2 separate regions of the Macaca mulatta genome follow, and region 1 is linked to region 2. A link is a contact called in public Hi-C data. All regions are on one chromosome and are shown on one strand. Each heading gives the region's core, a stretch centred on a gene start, on an enhancer-like site or on the middle of the called end of the contact. The rest is flanking DNA. Distances are from core to core; before and after follow the strand shown. Region 1 holds the start of NT5DC2 (5'-nucleotidase domain containing 2). Region 2 holds the start of TWF2 (twinfilin actin binding protein 2).

Evidence for each region. Hi-C and Micro-C count contacts between places; a contact is called where the count stands out from the background.
Region 1: a Hi-C map of fetal cortex germinal zone shows a contact between it and region 2, with 5 times the contacts expected there. The contact joins the promoter of NT5DC2 here to the promoter of TWF2 in region 2. A contact is called at or near these places in 2 of 14 Hi-C or Micro-C datasets (fetal cortex germinal zone and liver).

The regions. Positions count from the first base shown.
Region 1 is chr2:116,083,105-116,089,040 of T2T-MMU8v2.0, reverse strand. It overlaps NT5DC2 (5'-nucleotidase domain containing 2), which reads left to right and starts at 4,558. Exons shown (of 14, transcript XM_077993087.1): 1 at 4,558-5,042. The coding sequence starts at 4,922. UQCC5 (ubiquinol-cytochrome c reductase complex assembly factor 5) reads right to left here and starts at 2,989. Exons shown (of 2, transcript XM_002802794.4): 1 at 2,700-2,989. The coding sequence starts at 2,850. LOC144339231 (a long non-coding RNA gene) reads left to right here. Exons shown (of 3, transcript XR_013414024.1): 3 at 1,557-2,957.
Region 2 is chr2:115,766,273-115,772,164 of T2T-MMU8v2.0, reverse strand. TWF2 (twinfilin actin binding protein 2) reads left to right here and starts at 3,035. Exons shown (of 9, transcript NM_001433503.1): 1 at 3,035-3,231. The coding sequence starts at 3,207. LOC114676359 (a long non-coding RNA gene) reads right to left here and starts at 3,037. Exons shown (of 2, transcript XR_013414000.1): 1 at 2,795-3,037; 2 at 918-1,838.

The DNA of each region.
Region 1 (5,936 bases), core at 3,309-5,808, 320 kb before region 2:
ACTCAGCTGCCTCTTGTTCTCTCTCCTGGCAAATCAGCTAAAATTCTTTCATACTCTTGTCAGTATCTTAACTTCCTGACACAACCTCAAAACCCCAACCACTGATTAATCCAACTTCCTCCCTTCCCCATGCTTCACCCTGCTTGCTGTGCACTGAGGGGCCAATTTATGCCTCTAACTGGGTCCATTGAGGTGTCTGACAATCCTGTTTCCTCAGCCATGATCCTGACTCTTCTTCACCCACCCCGTAATGGCCATTTCCTCTATTCCTTCACAGAGGAAACTCATCATAAGGAACTCTTCCAGCTAACTTCCAAGGGCTTACTCCTGTCACCCAGTTCTGGTCCCACCCTCTCCCACCCTCAAGGGTCCAGTATCTCCAGCCTCTCTCCACCCTCTCCTTCTAGATCATTATTTGTATATCCTGCAGTCTCTCCTAGAGGAAGGGGGTTACCTCCCCTTCAGAGCCGGACTTCTTTAACCTCTTTTCTTTTGTGATAACAAATCTTCCTGGTTTCCTTCCTTGCCTCTCTGGCCATTCTCAGTTACCCTTAAAATGTTGGGGTTTGGGCCAGGCACAGTGCTCACACCTGTAATCCCAGCACTTTGGGAGGCCAAGGTGGGCAGATCACCTGAGGTCAGGAGTTCGAGACCAGCCTGACCAACATGGAGACACCCCATCTCTACTAAAAATACAAAATTAGCCGGGTGTGGTGGCGCATACCTGTAATCCCAGCTACTCCAGAGGCTGAGGCAAGAGAATCGCTTGACCCTGGGAGGCAGAGGTTGCGGTGAGCCGAGATCGCACCATTGCACTCCAGCCTGGGCAACAAGAGCAAAACTCAGTCTCAAAAAATAAATTAATTAAATTAAATTAAAATGTTAGGGTTTGGCCAGGCGTGGTGGCTCAAGCCTGTAATCCCAGCACTTTGGGAGGCCGAGATGGGCGGATCATGAGGTCAGGAGATCGAGACCATCCTGGCTAACCCGGTGAAACCCCGTCTCTACTAAAAAATACAAAAAACTAGCCGGGCGAGGTGGCGGGCGCCTGTAGTCCCAGCTACTCGGGAGGCTGAGGCAGGAGAATGGCGTAAACCCGGGAGGCGGAGCAGTGAGCTGAGATCCGGCCACTGCATTCCAGCCTGGGCGACAGACTCTGTCTCAAAAAAAAAAAAAAAGTTAGGGTTTGACTTCCATCACAATTTGCTTGTGAATGGTTCACGAATCCCAATTTCTGGCCCAGATTTGCCTCCTGAGCTTCAGCTCTGTATAACCATATCTACTTCATCACGTCCCAGATGGTGCCCAGGATGGCCCTGCCTGTGTTCTGCACGTTCAGGAAATGCACCACCCCTGCCCCAGGTGTCCCACCAGAAGCCTCCACTCCTCATCTCCTGAGTCCACTCAATTACCATGCCCTGTCAGTACTACCTCTGGGCTGTCTCTTACTTCCACCCCTTCTTGGCATCCTTTCTGCCCCAACCTAGACCAGGCCACCGTCTCAACTCTAGACAGCCATACAGCGTAACTGTTCCTACCAATCTGTCCACAAGGAGCCATTCTCCACATGTTAAATCCTCTCCTTAAAATGAATCCTTGGGATCCATTCCTGATTCTCCAGTCCCTTTGCCACCCTGCCCAGGCACCCTTCTAGCCATCCCCACTTTGTTCATCTGCTTCAATCCCTCAAACACACAGCATACTCTCACACAAGTGCTCCTACCACTGCTATGGAGATGCTTTCAATTCCACACACCTTCCCCTCATCTGACTGACACCTACTCAGTCTTCAGGTCCTACTTTACTTGGTAGCTGCTTCCTGAAGCCTTCCCTGCACCATCTAGTCCAGTTGATGTGCCCAACCGAGATTCCTATGTTCCTCCCACTTCCTTCTCACAGCACTGATCACTGCGTGTGGTAACTGTCTTTATCATCTTCTTTCCCATTAGAGCTCTTCTGGGGTAAGGGACACCTCTGCCTTTTTCATTACAGCCCCTCAAGAATGTTCATTAAGTATCAATGAATGGATGAATAGAAGGACTAAGGATCTTTAGGAATCACTAACGTAACAATTCTTTAATTGGGTTGGCAATTCACAAACGATAGCGTTTCAGGAGAGGGGCAAAGCAGAAAGGGCCGAGGGGTTGGGGAAGTCCTGAAAGGAACTGGCCTGTCCAGAGTTAATGCTCAGTAATGCAGAGCCAGGCATTACCACTGTCTTTACAGTGCTGATCATCTGGACCCAGACCAAAGACCTGGTGCCAATGACTGCCCTGTAAAGGCAGTGGTAAATAGCAAAGTCAGGCAGATCAGCTCCCTCCAGAGTTTGGACAGATGAGTCCAAAGTGAAATGGCTATTTAGCAGGAGTTTCCCTGACCCCTCATATCCACCCCCTTCTACGATTGTTGTGAGCAAGTCCGTTCCTTAGGCGATGTCACCGGCACGGGTGAAGGGCAGGCGTGAGAGGGCTGGAAGCACGTGATCTCGCCTCTAAGTGCAGGGAAGGTCGCAAGGTTGGACGCCAATGTGCCCGGCCTACAAGAGAGCCAGGCCGCCCTGACTGCCAAGCGAATGGAACTGCACTTGCCCAGCGTTCTGAGTGGAATGCGCACTTTGCAATCTGAGAATACTTCCCAGAAAAACGGATCCCTACGCCTCGTGCCTTCCTGAAAGCAGAGACTGCTACCCCCTCACTTACAGAAGGTCTCCTGGCCTACGCGCACTTTAATCATGATCCACTCCATCGTTCCTCCCAGGACAAAAAAGAAGGGCAGGAACCGGTAGATGCCAAGTCGCTGCTTCCCGGGCACCCGCTGCAGAATCCGTCTCACCTGGGCCCTGGTGAACATGCTCGACCGAGGTCGTGGAGATGGGTATGGCGGAACTACGCACTGGAACGCCCGGACGCAGCCAAGGCCGGCCCCGCCCGTACTCGCCGTGTACGGCAGCCTGGAATACTAACGAGCGCGGTACGGTACGCGTACGAGTGCCGGAAAGCTGGGCGCCGACCTCCTAAAGCAAGGCGGATCAACCAATCAGAATGCAGCGGGGGGCGTGAGGCTCCGCCAATCAGAGTACGCAGGGTGCGCGTGCTCCCTGAGGCCGAGCAGGGCCAGAAGCTGCTGGCGCAGGCGCCTCAGCTCTGGAGGTGGGGCTGCCCAAAAGGGAAGGGCAGCCCACGTGGCGTCGGCCCGGCCCCGCCCTCTGCCTCCCCAGTGCGGGTCTGAACTCGGAGCTGGCAGCCGCGCCCCCTACTTTGCCACCGCCATTTTTATTCTTAATACCCAGAGAGAAGTGATAACCCTCTCGGATGGACTATGTACAGCACCACATTCCAAAATGCAATTATGCAATGCCTTGCGTTTATTTCGGAGATGTGATTGGTGCCTAGACTTCTGAAGTAACAGAATTTGATATGGAGTGTTGAAAGCTGAACTTTATCAATGATCACAGCAAAAATCTAAGCGCTGCGTGAGATACCTAAAATTAATAAAAGCTATGTTGTATGGGGCACTTACCGTTCTACAGGAACTTGTAGGTGCTTTACTCACAACAATCGCAGAAGGGCAGGATAGTTAAAGAGCATGCGCTCTGTTATCAAACCACATCCCTGCTCTACAGGTGCTCCCTTAGCCCATCTGTGCTTCAATTCCCTAAGCCGTAAAACGGAGGCCTTGTTCTGACGCTGTGAGAATGTAGTGCGGTAATAGGAATGAGGCACTGAACACAACCCTGGAGCATAGTAACTGATTAACATTAGTTAGAATATTCACTATGATGATAATGATTGGCAGAGCTCTTCCCATGTATTCCCAAATATGGTTTTTGTTTGTTTTTTGAGACAGGATCTCACTCTGTCATCAAGGCTGAAGTGCAGTGGCGCAGTCTCGGCTCACTACAAACCCCTCCTCCCCTGCTCAAGACATCCTCCCACCACTACAGGGGTGCACCACCACACCCGACTAATTTTTTAATTTTTTGTAGAGACGGGGGTCCCACTATATTGCCCAGGCTGGTCTCAAACTCCTGGGCTCAAGAGATCCTCCTGCCTTGGCCTCCCAAAGTGCTGCAATTACAGGCATGAGCCACCGCGCCCAGTCTGAACGTGTATTCTTTACATGTATTCTCTTAATTGACTAAGAAGCTATGCCAGATAGAAGCAGGGCTCTGACTTAAGAGACTTCACTTGTCATTGCGTCCTCTCATGCTGCTGTGCTTGCTGAAGATAACTGAAGGGGGCTGTCACCCCATTACCTAGAACTAAAATAAAAACTGCAGGAACAGCTTTGAGAAGGGAGACAACTATTAGACAATCTAAGGGAGGTAAATGAAAGCTTAGAACCAATGAGACGATTTGGTGATATGGACACAAAATATACAAAAGCAGACTGGAGAGAGCAAGCAGCGCCCCAGAAAGGGTCATAGGGCCCGCAGTGAGTAGCCTGAGCTGCCGCCTGTACAACCGGCTTTGGAGGGCCAGCCCGGAAGCCTCTTTCTTCTCCGGGTTGACTCCGCCCAAGCATGCACACACACAGGCTTGATGCTCGCTCCAATTTCTACAGGAGGTTTTGACGGCTGGACGCTGCAGAGCAGCCCCTCGTCTGGAGAGGTTCACGTGTGGCCAGGTTCCCAGCACACCCACTAGTTCAGTGGGGCCCTGGGGGCACCGCCACACTCAAGCCCATCCTATGGCCTCAATCCTTACCAGTCTCCAGGCCATGGACTGCCACACTAGGTCTTCAATCAAGGTTCAGTGGAGTTTCGAATGTACACACACCCTGAAAGACAGCGAGGCCACCTCAGAAAACAACGCGTGCCCAGCTGGCACCCTTCGACAGGGCCCCCGGGTGCTGGGTCGGCCTCCTCTGGACCCGGCACACAGCCTGGTGCGGGCTCGGAATACGGATCTGAGCAGAAGAAATGCGAGTGGAGAGCGGTTCTGCGCAGGAAAGAGGAATTTTGTTGGAAAGCCTGGCGACATTGCTAGAAAAGACCACAGCATCTCACGAGGGGCCTGCGTCGGGAAACCGGGGGTTGACGGGTGTGGCCACTTACCGAGGTCAGAAACAAGCAGGCGCAGTGACCGTGGCCCACAACCCTGCAGCGCACGGCCCAGTCACCTGGTTGAGTTAGAAGGGGTCACCCTAGCGGGAGAAGAGTCTGCCTTAGTGGACGTCGGCTGCCCTGCAGGCCTCTCGGCCTCCCCCAGCGTGGGCCTGGCACCGGGGAGCGCGGGAAAGGCTCTTTATTTGTTAGACCAGTGAGTGGACCGGCCTGGGCTCTGGTCAGTGGTCAGTCAGTCCGAGCCCGGAGACTGGGGACCAAGACCCCCGGAAAGGAGCGCACCAGGACTGGGGGGAGAGGCAGAGAATCTGGGGTCAAAAGCATCCAGAGGCGCAGGGTGGGGCGGGCGGACCCGGGAGCGGAGAGGGCGGTAGAGGACCTGGGGACCGGGGTGGGGGGGGGTACACGTCGCGCTCGGGCTGTCTCTGCTCGGCGCCTCGGCCGTCCGGAGCCTCGCAGGGACGGCCGCGCTTAGGCCCTCTGACATCCAGGGCTGGGGCCAGGGAAGGGCGCCGCCATCGCCGGCGTGACGGCCGAAGAGGGGCGCGGAGTCCTCCCGCGCCGCGCGGGAGACTGGGGGAGGGGGCTGGGGAGCCCGCCCCGCCCGGGCCGGCCAGACCCGGCCCGGCCCGGCCCCGCCGGGTCCGGGGCCTCCCGCCCCACGGGCCGAGGGGCGCGCCCATTGGCAGGCCGGGCTCCGCGCGACGCACCCATTGGCCGGCCGCCGTGAGGAGCACGAGGCCACCGTGGCGGGCGCGCAGTCGGAGGGCGGCGGGCGGCGGGCGGCGGGAGGGCCAGGGCAGCGCGGGCGGCGGGCGGCGGGCGCCGGCGGCGCGCGGTGGGCATGGCGGGTGCGGGGCTGCGGGCGGTC
Region 2 (5,892 bases), core at 1,786-4,285:
TTGGGAGAGCACAGGCCACAGACGTTTCTGTGACTTGTGTTGCTTTCCTGGGCACGCTCAAACTCTGGCTCAATAAACCTCGACTGATTGAAGCTCTTGCCTCAGTCTCTTATTTGGTTAAGATTTTCTTTTTTTGTTTTTTTCTATAGACTAATTTTGGATGTGAAAGATTTTCTTTGATGGTTTCTGTGTTTGGTGACACAGAAGTTTCCTCCACTCCAAGATTCTACAAACTGCTCCCTTTGTTTCTTCAGTATTTTTAAATTATTTTAGAGAGGGTCTCACTCTGTCACCCAAACTGGAATGCAGTGGTGTGATCAAGGCTCACTGCAGCCCTGACCTCCTGGGCTCAGGTGATCCTCCGGCCTTAGCCTCCCCAAGTAGCTGGGACTACAAACGTGTGACTGTGCCTGGCTAATACATATCTATCTTTTAATCTATCTATCTATAGATACGTATATGTACAGATGGGGTCTTGCCATGTTGACCAGGCTGGTCTTGAATTCCTGGCCTCCAGCAGTCCTCCTGCCTTAGCCGAGTATCTGGGACTGCAGATGTACATCACCATGCCTGGCTAATTTAAAAATAATTTTTTTTGGTAGAGATGGAGTCTCACCATATTGTTGTCCAGGCTGGTCTCAAACTCCTAGGCCCAAGAGATCCTCCCACCCTGGCCTCCCAAAGTGTTGGGATTACAGGCATAAGCCACTGCACCTGGCCCCCAACTTCTCGAATAAAGGAAACTATGATTCTTGGGCACACTCACTACCATGTGACATTGATCAAATCACTTCACCTCTCCAAACCTCAGAGTCTTTATCTCTAAGACGGAAACAGTAACACCTACCTCAGGGGCTGTCATGAGGATTAAATAAATGTGCCCAGCAGGTAGTAAGTGTACAAAACAAAGCCTCTAATGGTTCATTAATACATTTACTTATTTTGCAATTATTGGCCACCTGCCAATGCTGGGCACTGTTCTAGGCACAGGGGATACAGCAAGGGCAAACACCTAACACTGGTGGAGGGAAGACAATAAACAAATACGTAAAGGTATGTGCCAGGTAGTGATAAAAGCAAAGAATGACCCATGGAGAGGGTCAGCTGGGTAGACCACACAGTACCCTACCTTGTCACAGTTTATCCAGTGAGGGACACTTTTACAGGGCACATGACCTTAATCTTTTTCATTAATCTTGGTTAATTCGTTTCCAGGAGGTCAAGTCTCTTGTGGTTCTGTGGAATCACCAACTGCTCCTGTGGATGTGGCTTGGTCTGAGCTGATGTAACAAGTAGCTCTGTGTTGCTGGCACTATTTGGCTGGAGCAGGGTTCAGTGTGGGAGGCCTTGCCTGTGAACTGTTCCAGATGGCAAGCTGCAGGGTTGCATAGCACTCCATTTTCCACTGTGAGTGCTTGAGGGGACAGTGATTAGCTGATGACACAGGCCCAGTCCTCAGGGTGAGCACAGGAAGATGAATAAGAAAACCCTTCAATTCTGTGTATGCTGGGTTCTCTGGGGATGAGAAACTCAGGGGTTGGGGGGCACAGAGGAGGCCTCAATGCAGGCTAGTGAGCGTGGGGAGCAAGATAGTAAACGGAGCTGAAGCTGGGGCCAGATGCCAGGTAGGCCACACACTTCATCATCACATCTCTTAGCAATCCCAGCCCAAAAAGCTGGCCTCCTTTCCAATCTTCCCAGCCAAAGTCCCTGGACAAGCTGATTGGACCAACCAGAGTCAGATGCTCATCCCTGACTCATCACAGTGGCCTGGAAGATGCCACATGTTGACTGGATGGTAGCAGCAGGCAGGTACTGGTATCAGTAAGGCAAGGCTGCTGGATATAGACACAGGTCATTAGGACATGGAAAGTTCCTCAGATTCACCAGGCTCTGGCCCTCTTTCAACCTCTGGGCCTTTGCACATGCAGTGCTCTCTTCTCAGAAAGCCTTTCTGGCTGGGACTAGCGGCTCACACCTGTAATCCCAGCACTTTAGGAGGCCATAGGCAGGAGGATTGGTTGAGCCCAGGAGCTCCAGAGCAGCCTGGACCACATAGGGTGACCCTCTTTTTTAATAATAATAATAATAATAAATATATATATATATATATATATATATATATATATATATATATATATATTTTTTTTTTTAAAGAAAACCTTTCCACCGGGCGCGGTGGCTCACACCTGTAATCCCAACCCTTTGGGAGGCCGAGGCGGGCAGATCACCTGTAGTCAGGAGTTCGAGATCGGCCTGACCAACATGGAGAAACCCCGTCTCTACTAAAACTACAAAATTAGCCAGGCATGGAGGCGCATGCCTGTAATCCTAGCCACTCGGGAGGCTGAGGCAGGAGAATCTCTTGAACCCGGGAGGCGGAGGATGCAGTGAGCCGAGATCGCGCCATTGCACCCCAGCCTGGGCAACAAGAGCAAAACTCCGTCTCAGAAAAAAAGAAAGAAAGAAAACTTTTCCCTCCACTCTGCTGGGCTGTTTCATTCTCCCCTCTAGGTTTCCAATCTTCGCCTTCTCCTGGCAGCCCCTCACATTGTCTCGACGGGCTCTTACCACCATCTAGCGGGTGAGGCGGGCCTGGGCTCTCCACCGTGAGGGCAAAGCCTAGCGGCCATGACCACACCGAGGTACCCAGGACCCCACGGGAGGCGCTCAAGAAACGGCCCCTGGGGAAGAGCTGGCACACGCACGCATGTGCGCACGCCCATCCACAAGCAGACCCCTTCCTGGGTGCAAACCCGGGTACGCTGCGACCCCCTCCTATTCGGAAACCCACCTGGCTTGGGGGGGCACAGGTCGGGCGCGCGCGCACGATCCGCCCCACCCACAGACCACCGTGATCAGGACGCACACACACGCGCGTCCTCCCACGCACGCTCCGTCACACGCAGGCCCCCTCTCCTGCCACAGAGGAACGCGCTGGCGTGCGCACGGCGGATCAATCAGCCTTAGACCCACCCGGACCGACGCGCAGGCTGCGCGCACGCGCGGCTCCGAGTCCCCGCCTCCCGGCCGCGCCTGTCGGGGGCGGGGCGCCGCTGGGGGCGGGTCCTGCGGCACCGCCCGGGAAGCTGCGCGAGGCTCGACAGCCTCCGCCACATCCTTCTCCTTTCTTGGTCCAGCGAGCGGAGGCGGGCCAGGGTCAAGTGGAGGGCTCCGACGGCGCGGACGGAGCGAAGCGCCGAGCCATGGCGCACCAGACGGGCATCCACGGTGAGGGCGGATGGCGGGCGGGCAGGGGGCCTGGGTCTCGGCTCTCGGAAGCGCCCCCTCCCCGGCTCTCGGCCCCTCCCTCCACCCCGCACCAGCCGGGAGAAGCTTCCTGTTCTCTTTTGCAGCCGTGGATCGCCTAGGGTGGGCACATCTGGGGGAGTACGGACGTGGTGTGCATAGCTGGGAGTGGGTGTACATGTACGTACACAGCTGGGGTGGAAGTATCTGTGTGCCTACCTGGAGATGAATGTGGCTGTGTGTGCCCATCTGTATATTTTTGTTCCTTTCCTGTAGTGGGTGTACACGCATGTGTACCCGTCTTCCGTGTACAGTCCTACGTGTGCACCTCTCGATGTGACTCCCTTGTGCACATCTAAGGGTCATTCATGCACTGGCACTTGTGGCTGAATGGACACTGTAGGTCCCATAGGACCCTCTTTAGACATCAGTGTTTCATGGCAGTGTGCACATGTATGTGGGTGTCTGTGTGTGTGCATAGTTGGAGCGCATCTCAGTGTGCATTTGTTGCCAAGGATGCATATACCGCATGTGTCTGTATCACTTGAATGGGTTTGTGTATGTGTGAGGGGACCCTGACCTTTGCTCCTCCCAGGACACTCACTCTCCCCAGGCTGGGGAAAACCCAGAACAGAGACTGCTAAGTGGGATGGAGAAAGCTGCCTATCTGACCTTGACCTCTGACCTCCCTCCCATTTTCCGTTGTGACTTTCTGAGCCTGTCTCAGTCTGGTTGGAAGATCCCAGCTCCAGACTGCAGACAGGGAAGAGGTCCAGATATGGGGTTTGTGGAGGAGAGTCCTGGCCCTAAATAATCCAGGCCAGCTCTCACCCCCGCCCCCCCCCATCCCTAGGAAGCTTCACCATCCCCTAGCATCACACACCCCCTCCCCCAGGGGTCCCAGTTTCCTTCTTGGACGGGCTGTGAGAGAAGCAATGGCCAGGAGCCAGGTGCCCTGACTCTACCTGGGGCTCAGTGTCCTCATCTGTCACTGACCTGGGAGGGCTGCCTGGCCTGTGGGGAAGGCCCAGGCTGTTTGCCCAGACAGCCTGGCTGGTTTGGCCATCAGCCACCCCTCCCACCGCACTAGGATCACCTGCTTGGGGCTGCCACCATCGACCTGCCTGACCACCTGAATCCTGGTGCGGTTGTGGCCACTTGGTGGCTGGGCTGCCCTGAAAAGGTTTCCCTGGCCCTGCGAAGGCAGGGGCCTGGGTCAGGGCCAGGCCTCCCAGATGGGCCAGCCTTTCTCCAGGAGGAGCTGGCAGGCGGGCTTCATGACTCAGCCCCACAGGAGGGAACTGCCTCGTGGCCAGCTTCTTCCTTCCCCTTTGTCTGGTCATAGCTGCTGCCTCCCGGCCTCCAGCCCTGGTGGAGGAGATCCCAGGAAGTTAGCCACCCCATACCCCTTCTCTGCTGCCTCACTCCCTCATTACCCATAGTGAGACAGGCCCACTGAGGGGGTCACTGGGGACCGGGCTGCCCCCAGTCCTCCTTCCACCTGTGAGCAGCCCACTCCTTCCCATTTCTGGCTGGGGGAGTTGGCAGGAGAGATCACCCTGGAGGACCAAGTGCCAGCCCTGTCCTGACCATAGGTGTGGATCTGCTGACCTCAGAGCAGGGCAGGAAAGGGACCTGTAACGTGAGGCTCACTGGAGTCGGAGGGAGGGTGTTCATGAATCATTGATAATAGAGGCTCAGGTGTCCCAGGCCTGGTCTCTGGATTATTGATGGCGGCTGGGCAGGCATTGGGGCTGGGGTGGGCAGGGAGGTGTGCCTTCCCCTGCTGGGGTGTCTGTTTGCCCTGGTAACACTAGAAGGGGCCCGTCGGCCTGTCCTTTGGGGGAGCTTCTTGGTCTCCCTTCCGGGAAGGTCTGGGCAGATAGAAGAGGCAGCTCAGCACAGTCAGCTTGCTGTTGTTATCGTAATAAAAGATTAATTGTTATTAGTAGAGGCCACCATTGCCAAGCCCTTTCTCCCATTTATTCCTCACCATAGCCCTGCCAGGTTTGGGGCTATTATCTCCATTTTATACACTGAAGTTCAGAGAGGTCAGGGGTCACCCAGCTAAGGGAGAGGTGGAGCCCCAGAGGCCAGGCTTAGGGCCTCAGGGACCTGCTTGGGATCTGCCAATGGAAAGTTCTGTCCTGGCCCAGTGGGACGGTGTCCACCTGCCTACAGTTCCATGCCATGTTTCTCTGAGCCCTAAGGGTCTGCTGAGCTCAGCTGGGCCCCAGCCCACCCAGTGGCCTTGGAGGGTGGTGCATAGCCTGAGGTCTCAGATTAACGGTCACTCTGCAAGGGGGGCACCTGAGGACATGACCAGAGTTTGTTTTCCTAAGGGCCCCCCCGCCCCTGAGTTGCCCAGTCCTGGCCCTATAAATATTCTCTGACCTCAGGCCTCCAGCTGTGTTCCTGATGGAATTCCCCTGACCCCTGGGCAGCCTCAAGGTCACTCTGGCCAAGCCCTGCTCACCCAGGGACCCAAGCAGGGACCTTCCCCGCATGGTCCGTGGTGGTTTCCCTGTCCACTAGTAGATCCACCACTTATGGCTCCCTGGCTCTCACCATGGTCCTCATCTCTGCCCTGGGGTCCTTGGTCACTCACTGGCTCTTACCTTCCAGCTCTACAGCCCAGTGGCC